Regions from separate parts of the Mus musculus genome. Here region 1 is linked to region 2. Evidence: chromatin contacts called from public HiChIP or PLAC-seq data. All regions are on one chromosome and are shown on one strand. The core of a region is the stretch at or near the end of the contact, and the rest is flanking DNA. Distances in the headings are between cores, read along the strand shown.

The links. HiChIP or PLAC-seq counts read pairs in DNA pulled down with a chosen protein or histone mark.
Region 1: an H3K27ac HiChIP or PLAC-seq map of bone marrow-derived dendritic cells shows a contact between it and region 2, with 3 times the contacts expected there. The contact joins two enhancer-like sites. A contact is called at or near these places in 1 of 484 Hi-C or Micro-C datasets (cortical neurons) and 2 of 115 datasets of contacts at active chromatin or transcription factors (bone marrow-derived dendritic cells and bone marrow-derived macrophages).

The regions. Positions count from the first base shown.
Region 1 is chr6:53,588,286-53,591,440 of GRCm38.p6, reverse strand. All of the region lies in intron 5 of Creb5 (cAMP responsive element binding protein 5), which reads right to left. All of the region lies in intron 3 of Gm33392 (a long non-coding RNA gene), which reads left to right. Among named protein-coding and RNA genes, the nearest start is that of Gm33392, 3.0 kb to the left of the region's middle. Within about 2 kb of position 1,485, at least 135 of the 459 cell types and tissues checked have an H3K27ac peak or open chromatin away from gene starts, as enhancers often do. A contact at or near this core is called in bone marrow-derived dendritic cells, where this site is marked.
Region 2 is chr6:53,161,745-53,164,858 of GRCm38.p6, reverse strand. No RefSeq gene overlaps it. Among named protein-coding and RNA genes, the nearest start is that of Gm4872, 58 kb to the left of the region's middle. Within about 2 kb of position 1,483, at least 16 of the 459 cell types and tissues checked have an H3K27ac peak or open chromatin away from gene starts, as enhancers often do. A contact at or near this core is called in bone marrow-derived dendritic cells, where this site is marked.

The DNA.
Region 1 (3,155 bases), core at 236-2,735, 430 kb before region 2:
TTTTGATTTTTCTTGTCTTTTTTTTTTAAAGACCATGGTAACATGAAGTAGCATTCTGACTTTTAGGGAAGGTGTGGTCAGGTCAGATTAGCCCTTGTCTTAAGCAAGGGACATTGGAGCAGGGCAGGGGTTCTAGGAAGTCATTCTTTTGTACAACCTCCCAGAGCTACCTTCAAAGTCTACTGGCTTTGCAGGAGCTGAACTGATACTAATCTGAAACAATCAAATCTCAGCAATAAAGTTTGTAATTATGATACTTGGTATATACTTCGCACTTTGTATGGAAGGATCTCAGAGGCCTTCTCAGCCTGGGATGGACTGGACACACAGGCAAGTGGCCATGGCTGCTGCTTCCCTAGGGTCAGGGCTGCTTCTGTTATTAAGTAGCAAGATAGAGACAGTGGCCATGTTCTGTGCATGAACACACTCACCACACATACAAACACAGCAAGCAGATTACATACTAAAAGGCAAAAAAAGAGAGAGAGAGAGAGAGACAAACAAAACAAAATAAAATAACCTCCAAAACAACAACAATGAAACCTAAAAAGACTTGAATTTTGGATAAATTGGACTGTATTAGCTGGGTCAAACATTGAAAGCTAGGCTTCACTTTATTCTTAGTTATCATTAGCATGCTTGTATGTATGTACATGTATGAACGAGTGTGACTGTTTGAATCAGTCTTTTCTTCCACTATGGGGTCTGGAGAGCGAACACGGATGATAGGGCTTGTGTGGCCATTTCGTTTACCCACTGAGCAGTCTTATCAGCCCCAGGGTTGAATACTTTTGACCTGTTTTTCTTTGCTGTTTCTCCCAAGCCTCTTGTCACCGTATTTGTGAATACATTTGAAGGGGTGATGCACAGTGGAACACACCTCTCATCCCAGCACCTGGGAGGCCAAGACAAGAGGGTCACAATTGAGGCCAGCTTGGGTTCCACAGTGCAATTCTGCCTCAAAAACCAGTAAAGCCAACAAAGTATAGAATAGTTGTGGATAAATAAAATTTAAAAATTTAAATGTCTACATCTATTAAGGACATCAAGTCTTTTAAAAAAGCTTGTTTTTCTTTTAAGTTCATTGAGAAAAACAGACCAACAAACAAAAAATCTTTTAGGTGGAAATACTTTAGAAAAAGTCATGTAGAGGCACCTTTCTCTCTCCCCTGGTGGCCTTGTGTTGTGCCAAAGAGGGGTGACTTGTACTGTACCCAAATTACTCTCCAGACAGTCTTATTCCTGCCCTTAAATTAATGTGGAATTTGGGGTTTCACATTTAAAATGTAATTTGGACTCATTTTAGATGTCTTCCTACAGCTTAATAAACATCTTCCCCAGACAGATTCAGGGTCTGATTTTAATTTGTGGTAGGGTTGCAGGCAGCGTAAACGTCAGTTTCAGCTACAGAGAGTAAATCTGCCCTAGAAATAGAAACTGAAAGCGACTGGCAGTTCACTTGAGCACATACCACATGATGTTACCCACAGGAAGCAATGACTCCCTGAGAAGCCCCTACACTGGCCTGTGATGAGAGCCAAGTCTCTCCTCAGAGCCCTAAGCTGTGACCCAGAACAGAAAAGTTCCAGTGCTGCCTTCTCTGGATGTGTCGATCTGAAGTAAAATGGTAAAATGAACTAAGTTGTTGGTGGCGTAGGTTTGAGTATGAACAACCCGCAGGGCCACTACTGCTTCAGCCAGCCACTCATTCACCTGGGGGCCTTGGGCTAAGTCCTAAACGCCTCTGAACTTCCACTGCTTTATGTATAAAATATAAACAACTGACCAAGAATCTCAAAGAGCTTTATAACACTAAACTTACATCAGTTCCTGTGGTTCCCATAGTTAAGGAAGCTGACGTTGGAAGAGATCAACAAGTGCGTATTTCAGAGAAAGAATCCATCAGTTAAGAATATATCTGTCTAAAAGTCAAGGGAAATGGGTGAAGAATTTCTCACTGGGTGCTCTAGAACTCCAACTTCCTTGAACAATAGCAACAGCCCCCTTCTTCTTGGTTGTCCCTAACATTAAGCCTAACAGGGAAGGAAAGCAATGTCCTAAAGAGCAGGAGAGGGGACAATGTCTTCTCATGTACAGTCACAGGTATAAAACAAAGGTTTAACTTCATGTTATTTATTTGTATCTGCCATTTATTATCGTGCAGAATGACATTTTGAGGAGTCTTGGAAGACAGGCTCCCAGATGAATAGCTCTAACTTTTTAATGCAGTGTCCATTGGGACTGGCTGGAAACCTGGCATTTTGAAAACAGTAAAGATCCTTCAAACCCGAGAATGGAAGCATTGTAACTATCATGTATTAGATGCTACCGGCCCCGCCTGCTAAGCAGCCGGGATGACATTCATTAAGGTCCTATGCTGAGCTGTGGATGGTCACCCAGTGCCTGTGAAAGTTGTGAGCATCAATATGGTGGGCTAGAGACTGCCTAGAGAACTGGCTAAACACTATTCCTAGGGCAGCTGGACAAGTCTCCTCTGAGTAAAGCAATGTGCCTTCTCCATTTGAGTGTTCATCAAGCAACAGAGGGTCTGAAGGAAACCAAAGTTCTCAAGCAAAGGAAGGGGGTGCTGTCTCTGTATGATTACTTGTCTTCTCTTGATCTTGGGAAGGGACAACTCCCATGGATGCTTCTCTTTCTCAAGATCTTGGGAAGGGACAAATCCCATGGATGCTTCTCTTTCTCAAGCCTTCAGATTTCTACCAGGAGTTAGACTACCTGCTCGCCTGGGTCTCCAGCTGGTGGACAGCAGATTCTGGAGCCTCTTGACTTTCATAATATAAGCCATTAGCCAATTCCTTAAGTCAGGTAGGTATACAGGAGGTGGATAGATAGTTGGACAGCCCTCTACTTACGACAGGGCTGTATCTGGATAAACTCATGACAACTTTGTGAGTATATTTTGTAAGTCATAGCTGTATTTCATATACTATTGCAAGTCATACCTTAGCTGAGTTTACATAAAAATTATTAAAACATTTATATTAGTCTATATTTGAACAAAATTACTTATTCTAACAGTTATGTTATGGTAAAGTATCTCATTTGATTTATTGGGTCCTGAGCTGAAAGTGAAGCAGAAGGCTGGAAGAGTCTATGTTCCCAGCACCACAAACAACTGTAAGTCAGAGATCATC
Region 2 (3,114 bases), core at 234-2,733:
ACTTCCAGAGTGAAATCCACACTCTTTGAAAAGCCACAGACTTCCTCCGTTTTGTAAACAGTCCTGAAGAGAAAGCGATCGGGATGGGCAGCGGCGGAGGCAGTGTTTATAGATCCCGGTCTAAAAGGGGCTACTTTAGAGGTCCGATCTCTACAGACTTCCAATTGTGCCACCCAGTGGCAACATGCTTGGTTGAATTTCTGACTGCATCAGGATCATTTTAGCCAACGAAGGGCAAAAAGTACCCTACCCTGGCAGGAGGCAAAGTGTAACAGTCAGGGGTGGGAGTGGTGGCAGGAATGAAGTGGGGGTTGGGGGAGGGACTGATAACAGGATGGACTGACTAATCTGCTCATTCACAATCACTTCCTGCTTTTTTCTTCCAACCCGTTTAAGTAGAAACCCAAAACAGCAACAATCCATTTGGCGGGTTATTGTGTTTCAAATTCGAGAAGTTTCTCCCTGAATGTCTTTGGCCCAATCTATTTACATTACCAGCAAGCGTCTTCCACTCATCAGATTCTATGTGAAGGTGTTGGATGAGTTCAGTTGCCTTTGATGAAGACTTTTTAAAGAATAGAAGGTTTAGTGAGCCAGAAACATTTGGAAACATCATTTTCTGAGGATTTAGAAACACTTCGACATGAAATTAAATGCAGATGTATAATTTGAAAGCTCATGAATCACCAGCTTATGTACATTTATAATTACACTAAGCCAATGTATTCCAAAACCCACATTAGTGTCTGGCTCTTGTAGCTAATCCTCTGGAAAAGAATGTGAATGTGTTCCACTCACTATATCCTCAATACCCGTCAGTGACTGACCAATGTTCAAATCCCTCAGATAGAATGGAGAAGTATTTGGATACGATCTATGAAAGTACTGCAGTATACTTTAAATCATGTCTAGAGTATTTATAATGTAGAATACTCTGGGAGCGCGATGGGGACTGTTCTTATGCAGCGCTATTTGGAGAATAAGGACAAGAACAAGAGTCTGTCCATGCTCAGGACGAAAGCTTTCCTCGCCCCTCCCCCATAAAAATTTCCATCTGCAGTTGATTGAGACATGGGTGTAGAACCCAGGCTATGAAGGGCCAGCCATGTTGCATTTTACTTAGAATATACTGCCATAGAATTGGTGGTAGACCCGATTACATCTCCCAGTGTCTGGGTTTTTCCTCACCGGGTTGGAGTTGGGGGTGAGGGATGCTCAGTGTAAACTGCAGGCGACTCCTTTTGGATACAGGTCCTAAGGGAGCAAGGAGAGGAGCAAGAGTAACGGAGTATGACTGTACCATTCCCAAGCCGCTGTCATTTCAACGATCAGACAGCAGGCCTCTGCCTGCTGTGACTCGGGAGGGCCACTAAGTTTGGTGGAGAACCTTCTGGACGGTCAAGATTTCCCACAGTGTAACTCCGCGTGTCATATTGAAGTGGCAGAAGCTGCCACTCTTCCCTGGATCATACCCAGAAAGCTGAGGAAATTGTGGGACTTTCAAGCGGCCTGACTGACATGAGTTGACATTTCTGCGGGCAGTTCTGACCGAATAAGAAAGCCTGAAGAAACAGGAAGTTTTAGTGGAGACTCAGGAGCAGCATTTTGTATTGAGACCTACACTAAATAAGCAACAGGAGGCTATTGGTCACTCCCTGCCATTGGCCGACAAGACCCCCATAGTCCAGGCTCACTAGCATTGTGCCAGAGGATGGTCCCATAGCAGACTGGATGGACACTGGATTCAGTCCTTTGTTGGCATCACCACTGGTTGCCTTAGAGTCCTGGCAGATGATTTAGACTCTGTGGCGATCTAATGGGAGTCTAGGATCTCACAGAAGGTACAACACTAGGAGATGTAAGGAGGGAGACTTTTGTCCACTGTAATTATACACCAATTCTGAGCTTAGGTGAAGGACCTACCTAACTGTGGGTCCCTTAGCTCTAGAGTCCACATTTGTGAGCTCAGTGAATTCCAGTCCAAAAGCATTTGAAACAATATCTTACGGGTTCTAATAAGCACATGCTGACTCTCTTACGATGATTCTCTAAGCAACATAGTAGCACAAAGCTTTACAGATAATTTGTATTTCATTGCTATCATTCATTGTCTGGGGGTGATTTAAAAGTACACAGCACGTGTGCAGATTATGGAAATATTAGAGCACTCTATATAATGGACTTGAACATCCTTTTTTTTTTTTTTTTTTGCCACCCTTGAGGGGATGCATGCCCTGGAACAAATCCTCTGTAGATCCCAGGAGATAACTGAATTGTAGAGAAGGAGAAGTGAAGAGAAGATTTCTGCACAGAGGGCTTCCCCGACGTTCCCAGGAGCTCCTTGGGCAGGCTTCCTTCATAGTACACATCTGATTGCCTACAGGTCAGCCACTGACTTCTCTAGCTCCACCAACTCAGACTTAGCCATGGCTTCTCTCCCTCTCCTTCTCCCTCTCCCTCTCCCTCTCCCTCTCCCTCTCCCTCTCCCTCTCCCTCTCCCTCTCCCTCTCCCAAACCCTCTCCCTCTCCCTCTCCCAATCCCTCTCCCTCTCCCTCTCCCTCTCCCTCTTCCTCTCCCTCTCTCTCTCTCTCTCTCTTTCTCTGTGTGTGTGAGAGAGAGATTACTATGTGCATGGTGCATTTAATGGAGGTCAGAGGACATCTTTGTGTAGTCAAGCATCCTTTCCCACCTTTGCTTGGGTTCCAAGGATTGAACCCAGGTCATCAGGCTTGTGCAGCAAGTACCTTTGCCTCTCACTGCCCATTATCTGGATTTCCTACCAGCAGTATTAAAGAGCTGAGTGCCTCTTCTGGAGTCTATATCCTTTTGTTCATCTTAATTTGTTTTTATTATATATTTTTCAATTATTTTATTTATTTACATTCCAAATGTTGCCCCCTCCCAGTCTCCCCTCCCAGAATTCTTTACTCCATCCTCCCTCCCCTTTGCCCCTGAGAGGGTGCTTTCTCCCCCCACCTCCACCCCCACCCCAGGCATGTCCCTTTCATGGGGCATCAAGTCTCTACAGCATTAGGCGAAACCTCTCCCACTGAGGCCAGATAAGGCAGGGAGTAACTTATCAACAGGACAAAACCCTCAGAATTTTGTGACTA